2 separate regions of the Pan troglodytes genome follow, and region 2 is linked to region 1. Evidence: chromatin contacts called from public Hi-C data. All regions are on one chromosome and are shown on one strand. The core of a region is the stretch at or near the end of the contact, and the rest is flanking DNA. Distances in the headings are between cores, read along the strand shown.

Region 1 (6,505 bases), core at 2,406-4,905:
ATAACAAATATCAGTGAAGACGAAGAGAAAAAGGACCTTTTATACATTGTTGGCAGGAATGTAAATTAGTACAGCCATTATGGAAAACAGTATTGAGGTTTCTCAAAAAACTAAAACTAGAACCACCATATGACCCAGCAATCCCACTACTGGGTATATATCCGAAAGAAAGGAAATAAGTACGTTGAAGAGATAGCTTCATTCCCATGTTTATTGTAGCACTATTCATACTAGTGAAGATATGGAATCAATCTAAGTGTCCATCAATGGATGAATCGATTTTTTAATGTGATATACTATGTACATATATTACACATCCAAGAAAATTTAAAAAAAAGAAAATGTGGTACATATATACACAATGGAATACTATTTGGCCATAAAAAAGAACAAAAATCTGTGTCATTTGCAACAACATGAATGAGTTTGGAGGACATTATGTTAAGTGAAATAAGCCAGGCACAGAAAGATAAAACATGTTCTCATCTGTGAAAGCTAAAAAAGTTGATCTCACAGAAGTAGAGCATAGAAGAGTGGTTACTAGACACTGGGAAGGGTGGGGAGGCAAAGCCAGAGGTTAATGAAGGGATACAACTGCACAGCTAGACAGGAGGAATAAGTGCTAGTGTTCTATGGGACTATGGGGTAACTATAATTAATAATTTATTGTATATTTTCAAATAGCTAGAAGAGGAAATTTTGAATATTCCCAACACAAAGAAACAAAATATGTTTGGGGTAATAGATATGCTAACTACCCTGATTTGCTTATTACATATTGTATATGTGTACGGAAATATCACAATGTACCCCATAAATATCTACAATTATTATGTGTCAATTAAAAATAATAATAAACGGGGCCAGTTGCAGTGGCTCACACCTATAATCCCATCACTATGGGAGGCCGAGGCCGAGGCTGTGGATCACTTGAGGCCAGGAGTTTGAGACCAGCCAGGGCAACATGACGAAACCCCATCTCTATTGAAAATACAAAAAATTAGTCGGTTGTGGTGGCACATGCCTGTAATCCCAGCTACTCGGGTGGCTGAGGCATGAGAATTGCTTGAACCTGGGAATCAGAGGTTGCAGTGAGCAGAGATTGTGCCCTCCAGCCTGGGCAACAGAGCAAGGCTCTATCTCAAAATCAGTAAATAAATAAATAAATAAAAATAATTATAAATGAAAAATGTATATTGGTCAAGGTAAAGAATAGAACATTTTATTTAACAGTTTAGTAGCTTGTTTTAAACTTTTTTATTGTGGTAAAATATACATAAAATGCAATTTACCATTTTAACCATTTTTAAGAGTACAATTCAGGGGCATTAAGTATAATGACAATGTTGTACAATCAACACCACTATCCATTTCCAGAACTTTTCATCATTCCTAACAGAAACTTAGTGCCCATTAAACACTAACTCCCCGTTCTTCTCTCCCCAGCCCCTGGTAACCACCATTGTATTTTCTCTCTCTATGTATTTGCCTATTCTAGGTTCCTCATGCAAGTGGAATCATATTTATTTTTCCTTTTCTCTCTGGCTTATTTCACTCAGCATAACGGTTTCACGGTTCATCCATATTATAGGAATAAATTTAACCAAGGAGGTGTATCAATGTGTGTCAATGTGTCAGATCACATGTATCAATGTGTCAGAATTTCCTTCCTTTCTATGGCTGAATAATGTCCCATTGTAGCTACATACCACGTTTTGTGTATCCATTCCTCCATCATGGGCAATTGGGTCGTTTCCACCTTTCAGCTAGTGTGAATCAGGGCTGCTATGATCCTTGGTGTACAAGTATCTGTTCAAGTTCCTGCCTTCAATTCTTTTGGGTACATACCCGAAGTGTAACTAGGGAATCAAATGGGAATCTATGTTTAACTATTTGGAGAACTGTTTTCTACAGTGGCTGCACCGTTTTACAATCCCACCAGCAATTCAGGAGATTTCCAATTTCTCCACATTCTCACCGACACCTGTTATTTTGTGTTTGTGGGGGTTCTTTTAAATAATAGCCATCCTAACGGATATGAAGAGCAGTATGTGGTTTTAAATATTTAGATATGGGAGATGTGTACTCTTATGCCAGACCCCACATTGTTAGGGTTGGGCCAGTTCTTATCACCATAATTGTGTCAGAGAAGTGTATTTGCTCTGTAGGGCTGCCATAAGAATTACCTCAAGCTGGGTGGCTTAAAATAACATAAATTTACTTTCATAGTTCTGGAGGCCAGCAGCCCAACACTAAGCTATCAGCAGTGCCATGGTCCCGCTGAAGTCTCTAGGGAAGGGTCTTCCTCACCCCCTCCCACTTCTGGTGGCTTCCAGCATTCCTTGGCTCGTGGCAGCATCACTCCAGTCTCTGCCCCATCTCCCTGGCCTCTTTCCTCTTGTCTCTGTATGTCTTTTTCTGTCTCTTACAAGGCTCTCTCCTTGGATTTAGGGCCTGCCCTAATCCAGTATAACCTCAGCTGGAGCCTTAATCACATCTGCAAGGAGCTTATTTCCAAACAAACTCACATTCTGAGGTTCTGGGTAAACGTGAATTTTGGAGGGACAGCGGATTCCTTTCCCACCTGCTCCACTGCACAGCAGCACAGAGCCCACCTGAGCAGTGCCGAAGGGTGAGAGGTTGCTCAGGGGGCATCAGACTCATGAGGCAAGAGCAGCCCAGGGGGATCTTTAATGTGCAGTGAAGCCGGCGGAGGTTCCTTCACTCTGGCCCCGATATGCAGAAATACGCCCGTCTTTAATTTTCTAGAGTGGAGCTATTTGCTCTCAAATTCCTATACCCACTTTGTTCGGGAAACATACTTCATCTTGGCACCTCAATGTCACTCTGTCTCTTCTGTTTGAGTAGCTCCTTTCCGGTAAGCAGGCAACTCTGGTTCTAAATTCAGTCATTTCAAGGTTCCAACTCCATGCAGGGCTGTTCTCTCTGAAATCTTTCCTCTCCTTTCCCCTTTGCAGATCAGAGGCCTGCATGCTGGGCCTGCATGCATTGCGGGGGCGCCTGTGGCATCAGGGGCTTTGGAGACCTGGTCCTCAGGGCGCTTACACAGAGGCGGCTGAACGCGCAGGACCCAGAGAGCCGGAGAGGCCTGCCAGGGGCAGGGGCAGGAAGCGTTAGGGCTGGTGAGGGGGACTGGCCTGCCTGTGGCCCAGGGAAGGCTCCAAGAGGCCACAAGGCGTCCCTGAGCCCGGGCTGGCTGTCAGCGGTGTCCCAGGAACCAGGCCGGCCCCACACCTCTGCAGCACCCTGGAGGGAGCCCCCAGGAAGCTGGGCAGAGGCAGACCCCAGGCACAGCCAGGCCCTGGGCAGCGTGGCCCCTGCAGTTGAGGTGACAGGCAGGCCTAAGGTGCCCGTTTCCAGGCCTTGCTCTCCCTCAGCTGTCTCTCCTGGCTTTGAGACAACCCCTGCCCCACCCGACATCTCTCCAAGACAGTCACACGAGCACTTCGTTCCCGGCCACCTCCCAAGCCCCCGCACAGTGATACAGGGGAGCTTGTGTGCATCTTCTCTGTGAATTGTGGCAGATGCAGCCTCCCAGGACGCTGTTGCAGGCTCCTGCCAACACACACTCCACCAGCCTGCGGCCACCCAGGGACTCAAGGCTCCTCAGCCCCCCCCACTGGCCTTCCAGGCAGGAAGCAGAACACTGCTGCCTCACCTCCAGGCTCTGGAAGCTTCTGGGCCGACCACCCTGGAGTCTGAGCATGGGGAGGGTCTGCACCCAGTCCACCTCGGCCTCCTTTCTCCAGGGCCTACTGGCAGCACTAGCAGGCTCTGGTGATACTGTGGGATCATAAGAAATACGAGATCAGGAGTTCAAGATCAGGCTGGCCAACATGGTGAAACCCCGTCTCTACTAAAAATACAAAAATTAGCCGGGCGTGGTGTCGGGTACCTGTAATCCCAGCTATTCAAGAGGCTGAGGCAGGAGAATCGCTTGAACCCAGGAGGCAGAGGTTGAGGTGAGCCGAGATTGTACCAGTGCACTCCAGTCTGGGCGACAGAGCGAAACTCCGTCTCGAAAAAAAAAAAAACAACACGCATTGTGGTGTTGTCCCTGGCTCCCAGCCACAGCTCCTAAAACTCTTGTACTTTTCTAAGTGATAAGAATGACAGGAGCAGCTTTTGTTACAATATTTAGGTTTTGTCTCCAGTTCCTGAACAGCTCTGGAGCTACAAAGGTGAAAAAGGAGCATCTCTTGTTGCTTGTAGGGAGGCTATTCTTGCTTCATGAGTTTGTGTGAGTGAAGTGACTTTTGGAAAGGCCTAAGGTTGGGGTTGATTACCAGAGAAACCAACCAGATGATGAGGAGACTGGAACTTTCAGCCCCACTCCCCAGCCTCTGAGGAGGCAATGTTGGAATCAATCGTGTCTATGTAATGAGGCCTCTGTAAAAACCCAAAAGGACGTAGTTCTCAGAGCTTCTGGGTTGATGAACACACGGAAGTGCTGGGCCTTCGTGCCCCTTTCCCCTCCTTGCCCAGTGCGATTTGGCTGTTCCTAAGTTGTATTCTCCATAATAAACAGGTAAACAAAAGTAAAGTGTTTCCCTGAGTTCCGTGAGCCATTCTAGCAAACGATCGAATTCAAGGAGGGGGCTGTGGGAATCCACAGTTCATAGCCGGCCAGTCAGGAGTCAGAAGGGAGGCCCGGACCTGCGATTGGCATCTGAAGCAGGGCAGCCTTGTGGGGCTGAGCCCTCCACCTGTGAGATCCGATGCTAACTCCAGGCAGATGGTGTCAGAACTGGATTAAATCGTAGGACATCCAGCTGGCATCCACAGAAAAATGGAGAATTGGTTGGTGTCAGAAAACCCTGCCTATTTGGTGTCTGATGTGAAGTGTGTGACAGTAGAAGGAAGCACAGTTGGTTTTCCCTTTCTAGGACCTCTTCCCCTCCTCACCCCGCATCCCCACAGTCTGTCTGAAAATTAACACTCCGTGCTTTAGTCCTTCAGGCCAGACATTCTGATATTTACAGCTCGGTCTCAGAAGTTCCCAGAACTCCTGTCCTTCAGTGGTATCTGCAATGAACTTTTTTTTTTTGAGACGGAGTCTCACTCTGTTGCCAGGCTGGAGTGCAGTGGCATGATCTCGGCTCACTGCAACCTCTGCCTCCCGGGTTCAAGCAAGTCTCCTGCCAATTTTTGGATTTTTAGTAGAAGGGGGTTTCACCATGTTGGCCAGGATGGTCTCGATCTCTTATTATTATTATTAATTATTATTATTATACTTTAAGTTCTGGGGTACATGTGCAGAATGTGCAGTTATGTTACATAGGTATACATGTGCCATGGTGGTTTTCTGCACCCATCAACCTGTCACCTACATTAGGTATTTCTCCTAATGCCATCCCTCCCCAGCCCCCCCATTCCCCCACAGGCCCCAGTGTGTGATGTTCCCCTCCCTGTGTCCATGTGTTCTCATTGTTCAGCTCCCACTATGAGTGAGAACATGTGGTGTTTGGTTTTCTGTCCTTGCGATAGTTTGCTGAGAATGATGGTTTCCAGCTTCATCCATGTCCTGGTCTTGATCTCTTGACCTCATGATCGGCCCGCCTCGGCCTCCCAAAGTGCTGGAATTACAGGTGTGAGCCACCATGCCCAGCTGCAATGAACTTTTTAAAAACCCTGTGTGACATATGTTTATAGTGGCACTATTCACAATAGCAAAGACTTGGAACCAACCTAACTGTCCAACAACGATAGACTGGATTAAGAAAATGTGGCACATATACACCATGGAATACTATGCAGCCATAAAAAATGATGAGTTCATGTCCTTTGTAGGGACATGGATGAAACTGGAAACCATCATTCTCAGCAAACTATCGCAAGGACAAAAAACCAAACACCGCATGTTCTCACTCACAGGTGGGAATTGAACAATGAGAATACATGGACACAGGAAGGGGAACATCACACACCGGGGACAGTTGTGGGGTGGGGGGCGGGGGTAGGGATAGCATTAGGAGATATACCTAATGCTAAATGACGAGTTAATGGGTGCAGCACACCAACATGGCACATGTATACATATGTAACAAACCTGCACGTTGTGCACATGTACCCTAGAACTTAAAGTATAATAATAATAAATTTTTTAAAAATTAAAAATAAAAAATAAAACCCTGTGTGAGACTCCAGCCAGGCAATTATATCTGTCCCAGGTGGTGCAGCTTCTCAGGGGAGGGAGCCTCAGCCTCAGGGTAAAGACCACGGTAACAAGCTCTTCTAACAAAAGCTTATCAACACGTATCTCAAAGAATAGCATCCCCAGGCAGGCACGGTGGCTCAGGCCTGTAATCCCAGCACTTTGGGAGGCTAAAATGGGAGGTTCACTTGAGCCCAAGAGTTAGAGACCAGCATTATAGCGAGACTGTGTCTCTACAAAAAATAGAAAAAAATTAGGCAGACATGGTTGTGTGTGCCTGTAGTCCCAGCTACTCAGGAGGCTGAGGTGGGAGGATTGCTTGAGCCCAGG
Region 2 (6,505 bases), core at 2,041-4,540, 240 kb before region 1:
TTCATTGTTTTGATGAACAGGACCACACCCCGAGGTTGGCCTGGAGAAGGTAAAGAAATCAGATCTAGAAAGAGCCAAGGGAAGGCAGATTGGACCCAAAGTTAACACCTACGACCAGGAGACTCCGGAGAAAAATGGAAGTGCTGCCTCATAAAGGGTCAATGAGAACACCAGAGTTAAAACCCAAATTCAGTCACTTAACAGAAAGAAAAGACAGGCAGGCAGATGGGCAACTCGCTCGGGAACGTCTCACTATCAAGGAAAAAATGGTAACACCCAATTAATAATTTATCTTTTATTGAAATTGTTGAATACTTTATATTACAGTAAAGTTGATTGAAAAAAAATGAAGAGAAAAATCAATTTTAAAAAATACACTCATGTTGAAATCAAACAAGCCAGCCAAACCGGTACAGGCCGAGGGATGCTGCAGGGCGGTTTGCTTCTCAGCAATAGAACACCAGAGTCTATATACAATTCTACAGTGCGAGAAAAGTCATTCACTAAACATGGCAGGAAAGGCGCTGCCGCCAGAATAAGAACACCAGCAGCGCCTCCCTCCTCCTCCATGCTGTGACCGCCCGGCCTCCCTCCTCCTCCACGCCATGCCCGCCTGGCCTCCCTCCTCCTCCACGCTGTACCCGCCCAGCCTCCCTCCAGCATGAAGCCAAGTGCAATGCTAGGGCCGAGGCTCTGGCCCATGATTTTTCATGCAGTTTCTGTAAGTCACACACTGTGCAAATTAAGGCTTCTTATAGGTCGAATGGTTGATCAACACTTTTTTCTTAAAAAAATAAGCACAGTAAAGGTGGTATCATGAGAACCTGAAGAGATGAGACCTATACCCCAAATCTGGAAAAAATTCATTTTCTCTGACACCTCAACTCCACTCACACACACACACACACACACAAACACACAAATCAATCTTTGGGCAGGTTGTTTGAATTCACCAGCCGGCAGAAATACTGACAAATGTGCTCTGTACGCCCAGGCTTGAAGATGTCATGCAAAAAGGTGCAGCCATTCCTGACTAAAGGCATAGAACAGGCAAACTCTCCAAAACCTAGGCACTCGGGGACCCTGTGCACATATGTGTGTGTGTGCGCGCACGCACGTGTGTGTGCCCTTAAGAAACAGAAAGCAAAAGAGAAAAGAGACAGAATGAGCTCCAACTCAGGGGACACATTAATGACCAGTTCAAAATCCCACCGGAAACTGCCCCATACACTGACAGCCTCACCATCTCAAGATGGACAAACTGGTGCATCACACCCCTGCCGGCAGGAAGAAACTGTGGCTGTTTTTTTTTCCTTTTTCTCAAACCTGAGTAATTGTCAAAGTCAATAAATAGGGGGAGAGAATTAAAATGCTAAAATATATCGGGGTCAAATACCCTATCGGGCCTAAAGCAGCAAGGGTTTCTTCGAATGCAGCCCTCTGTTTTGAGATGCGTCCGGCCTTATGCTTTTAAATGAGGACTTGGGGCAAAACCCTGGGCACAAGGTACCGCCCTGTGGCCGATCTGAGCCATGCCTTATTCCAATGACTGTAAACAATCAGGAAGGAGTGGGGCCTGACCTCCTTCACCCTCTCCCCCATCACAACAACTCTTCCCTTTTGAAAGTTTCTGTTAAAGGCAAAATTATAGAAGCATCATCGAGTGGAAGTCTTATTTGGTTGGAGGTGCTTGGCTGTCCCGCGGCTCCGTGCTCCCCTGCAGGCACTGCGGAGTCAGATGTGTAAGAGGTCCTCGTCGCTGTCGTCATGGAAGGACACCAGCTTGGTGGAGCTCACTGTCTTCTGCTGTGCAGAGCTGGACTTCCCTTTCCTCGCCTTCTCACCCCTGACCAGCCCCACCCTATCGTCCTCACGCTCCTGAAGGGCATTGCTCTGTGCGTTTCTCACCGGGTGGGAGCTCTCTGCCCCAGCTCCCCTGCCCGAGTGAACTTTCACCTCTGGGATGGTCAGAACCTCATCCTCACTGTCCTGGTCATCCCCATGCAGGGAGCTGAGGGCTTTCACTGACTTGGTGGTAATATGGCCGTTCTCCTGCCCTTCCTTTCCCTGCCGTGGAGGAGGCAGCTGGATCTCTTCCATCAGCCACTCTGTTTCGTTCTCATCTGTCTCTTCTTCCTTATTCACCTGCCAGGGATCAACAGCAGAGACCACGTGAGCCCCCTCAGAGACCCCATTCTGCTCCACCATCCACCACATCAGGGATGCTCTCTGCTGGCACGAGCTGGGGAAGAACTGGCCCACTGTCCTCACAGTCACTGCATCTCCAGTTCCCAGGGAAAGGAAGACGAGGGCTGACAACACCTTCCTGTTCCTAATGAGACTGCACCAAGGCAGGAGGGTTTGGGAGGGTAGCAGTGGGGTCATTTGGCAGGAGTCTCACAGCCAAGGGTGGGACCAAGCAGAAGGCGTTCGGGATGGCCTGGACCTGAAAAGCAGACCAGTGATGCCCCAGCTGCGCTGGGGGAGAAGGGGCTCTTCCGGGCTACTCAGAGACTGGAAGGTGCCCACTGCATGGCAGGGGAGGAATGTCAAAGGAGGGACTCGAGTCAAAAGCCTAGTTTTAGAGAGCAATTCATCACTACCCATCCAGACCACAAACATTATGTCCTTTGATCCAGATAATGCCTCTTTTCTGGAAATTTATCTGAAAGAAATCATCCAAATGCTACATGCACAACTATCTTCACTACTGTGTGTGTTTTTTTTTTTTTAAAGAACAGCCAAAAACAGTGGAAACAACCTAATTATTAAATACTTCAAGGAAATCAGTTGTAACCACGAGAGAAACTTGAGGGAAAAAAATAACAAAAAAATGTGCTGGGGTAAGCGGCTGAGGCAACGGGTGTTGCTTTCCTTTCTGGATTCCAGTCAGCCTGTGACTGCTTTCCTTGGCACCCCTGATGAGAACGACATGGACAGCGCAGCACGGGGGGCCGGGGAGGCAGGCCCTCAGGAGGCTCGCCACAGAAAATTACCTTTGAGTATTTGTAGGACACGTTGGAACTTCTCCTACAGCAAGTGGTCAGCTTACTTATCACTGTTTCCCTATAAAAATAGGAGACAATAATTACTCCAGGGTAGAGAGGGCATGGGCAGGAGCCCCACCCCTGCCAGCCCCACCCCCATCTGCACCACCAGGGGGCTGGTGGCGGCTGCATTTCTCCCACATTCTGAGTGACAAATGAGTAGCCGTGACAGGTTATACCCTAATGTATTTGTTGTGATTGAGTGGAAAGAACATGGGCTTTGGAATCCAACAGCAGAGGGCCCTCTAGAGCAACTTAACATTTGGGCAAGGACGTTTTCACATATGACTAACAGGACCACACCGGTCCCTGGCCACTAAGCCTGCCCAATGGTGGCTCGCAGAGACGGACATCACATGCCCTTCCCGGCCCAGACCTTCTTCTGCCCCATTCTGCATTTTGGGTGTAGAGGGCCACAATCGGTACTTTTTTTTTTTGGACAGAGTCTCACTCTGTTGCCCAGGCTAGAGTGCAGTGGTGAGATCTTGGCTCACTGCAGCCTCCACGGTCGGTACTTTCTGACCACCTCTCTCATTGGCCTGTGGCTCAGCTGGCAAATGACAGTGGCAGCAGGGAATGCCTGAGCTGGCCAGCTCCTGCCCCCAGGTCAGAGCCACTAACACTGACACCTGACGTGAAAATCTGCTTGACCGTCACATGGAGAGTCCTTTCACCCAGCAAAGTGGGGCAAAAGGATGGCATCATACCTGGTACATAGCAGGCGCTTAATAAACTCCTGCATTTATGACGTGAGGAGGGCAGAGGGGTCAGCTGCTCAGTGGGAAAAGGCACCCATGAAAGGTGCCGTTTAATGTTCTACTCATCTTTGGACACAAAAGACCACGGTCCTAGAAGCCGCAGGCGTGGGTGATGTGCGAGGGCCTCGGCCTTGGTCAGACAGAAATGCAGGCATTTAAAAACCACAACGCTGGGGACTGCTTCCAGAGAGTTTTGAACTAAGAACCTCGAGCCTTTGCTGTTGTAGGGCTTAAAAACAAATAAGTAAAACCCCACAAAACTGACCCCAAGATTAGCTGTGGGAGGCATGCATCCACCCGCCCCACCTCGCCCTGCCACCCGCTTACCTCCTCTCCTTCTTGTAGAGCAACAGGGCCAGCAGGCAGCAGGTGAGCGCCACCAGCAGCAGGCTGAGCACCGCGCCGACTGCCTGGCTCCGCTCTGACAGCCCCTTGTGCATCTGCCCGTCGTCCCCAGGATTCTCGCTGTCAAAGCCCACCCTGCAAGGACGTCACAGAAAAGGAGCCGTGTCACAGGGTGGTCCTGCTGCCACAGCCACAACCTGAGACCTGAGTCCCAAAGGCAAGAGCAGCTCTGACTTTCCCAACACCATGTGATTCTTACTCCTGCCCAGAAAACAAGGCCACAAGGCCCACTCCACATGGAAAAGGGTTGCAAAAAGTTCCTGATGATGAGTTTGTGGCAGGGTTGTCAGAAAGGAGACAAGAAGGCACTGCTTCCAGCTCCATGAACTATCATTCACCCAAACACAGAGGAGACGGGCAGGAGGGACGCGGCCCCCTCTAGGTGGCCCAATCCACGGCAGGACTAGGCTGGGGCAGAGGCTGTCCCGAAGCACCACACTTCTCTCCAGGGTCAGAGCTCTCTCCTCTCAGAATTTCTTCTGGAAGCAGTGAGCGCAGCCCACCGTGAGACACCATGTCCACACGAAAGGGGCCCAGGGGGCCTTAGAAACAGGCCAGGACGGGGCCCAGGGGCGGCCACAGACCAGGGTGGGGCCCAGGGAACAGCAGAGCCCAGCACAGCCCCTGACGGGTCTCCTCTCTCCAAGCCTGCTCCATCCCAGGAGAAGGCTCTCGAGCACACCAGCTGCCTCACCAGCAGAGTTCACCATTCCCACCCAAGACCCACATGCACACTTGTGGGAAAAAGCAGTGCGTTTCCATGACATCGAACACTCAAGCAGAGTTGGGACAATAATAGAAAATGAGAAACAACCACGGAGACTTCCCTTTGCGCTTAGGGAGAAACATGACACTCAAGAGTGTAACGACTTGACACTTCTAATCTCTCTGGCCCTCTGTCACTTGGGGCCACACACACAGGAACAGGATCACATAAACAGAAATTCCTCCTGTGCTGCTGGAGATAAGAGGCAACCCCAGCGGGGCGCATCTTGTGCTGCTGAAGATGCCGGCTGCTCAAAGAACTGAGGTTGAGGGCAACAGGCCAACCCGCGGCCCAGCTGCAAGGGCTGCTGCCCTCAAAGTTCAGCTTAAGCCAAACAATCTAAAACATCAGCAAGACAAGAAACCACAGGGACAGCCTGGCGTCCAGTTCTAGGTGGGCCTGCAAGGGTTGACCTCTGCTCAGAAAGAAGCACCACCAGACTCCACAGACAGGTCTGAGAGCTATGCAGACCTCTCCCTCCAAGCCAGAAACCCACTCACCCAGAAGCAGCTCCAGCCACTCAGGACCACTCGAAATGCATCCAAGAGACACATCATCACTCAGTTCTAAGCATATTTTACCTTCTACCTTTGATTTCTTCTTTGGACCATGGATTATTCAGAAGTGAGTTTTAGTCTTCAAACGTATTTCTATGTTTCAGTTGTTTGTTCTTTGTTCCTAACTTAATTGCATCATGTATGTAGTTAATTGCATCAGTCAGAAATCTGCTGACTTAGGCCGAGCACAGTGGCTCATGCCTGTAATCCCAGCACTCTGGGAGGCTGAGGCAGGTGGATCACCTGAGGTCAGGAGTTTGAGACCAGCCTGGCCAACATGGTGAAACCCCATCTCTACTAAAAATACAAAAATTAGCCAGGAGGTAGTGGCACACGCCCATAATCCCAGCTACTCAGGAGGCTGAGGCATGAGAATCACTTGAATCTGGGAAGCAGAGGTTGCAGTGAGCCAAGATCGCGCCACTACACTCCAACCTGGGCAAAAGAGCAAGTCTCTGTCTCCAAAAAAAAAAAAAGGAAATTGCTGACTTGCCTGCTTTGTGGTTAATTTTTGCTAAAGTTTTCTAAGTGTTTGATGTAAGCTTGGGCAAACAGTGTTCTCTCAACGCAGGGAACAGTGTTCTGCGCATGTCTATTAAATCTTGCTTTTCACTGTGCTGTCTCAATCTTCCAAAAAAAGCTTTACTCTTTGTCTACTCAACCCAGCAATCACTAAGCTTGTTTCTTGTGTGTGGTTTTGTCAACTTCTGCTTTACATATCAAGGCTTTTTTATTAGGTAGATGGAAGTTTAGGATTCTTGTATCTTCCTAGGAAATTAGCCCTTTTAAAATTATAATGACCCTCTTTATTCTTTATCCCTAATATTTTTCTTTAATATCCTATTTTATCTTATATTAACATAACTACTGCAGCTTTCTTTCAGATTATTTTCTGGTATATCTTTTCTTCTCCTTTGACTTTGGTCTTTTCTGTATCCTTGTTTTAGGCATGTTCCCTGTAAACAGAGTTGT

The links. A called contact is a pair of places that touch in the nucleus more often than the background predicts.
Region 2: a contact with region 1 is called in a Hi-C map of induced pluripotent stem cells, with 1.7 times the contacts expected there. The contact joins two enhancer-like sites. A contact is called at or near these places in 2 of 7 Hi-C or Micro-C datasets (induced pluripotent stem cells and stem cell-derived neural progenitor cells).

The regions. Positions count from the first base shown.
Region 1 is chr5:171,895,526-171,902,030 of NHGRI_mPanTro3-v2.0_pri, reverse strand. No RefSeq gene overlaps it. Among named protein-coding and RNA genes, the nearest start is that of MAS1, 24 kb to the left of the region's middle. Within about 2 kb of position 3,655, at least 1 of the 24 cell types and tissues checked has an H3K27ac peak or open chromatin away from gene starts, as enhancers often do. A contact at or near this core is called in induced pluripotent stem cells, where this site is marked.
Region 2 is chr5:172,134,991-172,141,495 of NHGRI_mPanTro3-v2.0_pri, reverse strand. IGF2R (insulin like growth factor 2 receptor) reads right to left here. Exons shown (of 48, transcript XM_016956572.4): 46 at 4,133-4,285; 47 at 2,997-3,066; 48 at 281-2,145. The coding sequence ends at 1,735. Among named protein-coding and RNA genes, the nearest start is that of SLC22A1, 10 kb to the left of the region's middle. Within about 2 kb of position 3,290, at least 2 of the 24 cell types and tissues checked have an H3K27ac peak or open chromatin away from gene starts, as enhancers often do. A contact at or near this core is called in induced pluripotent stem cells, where this site is marked.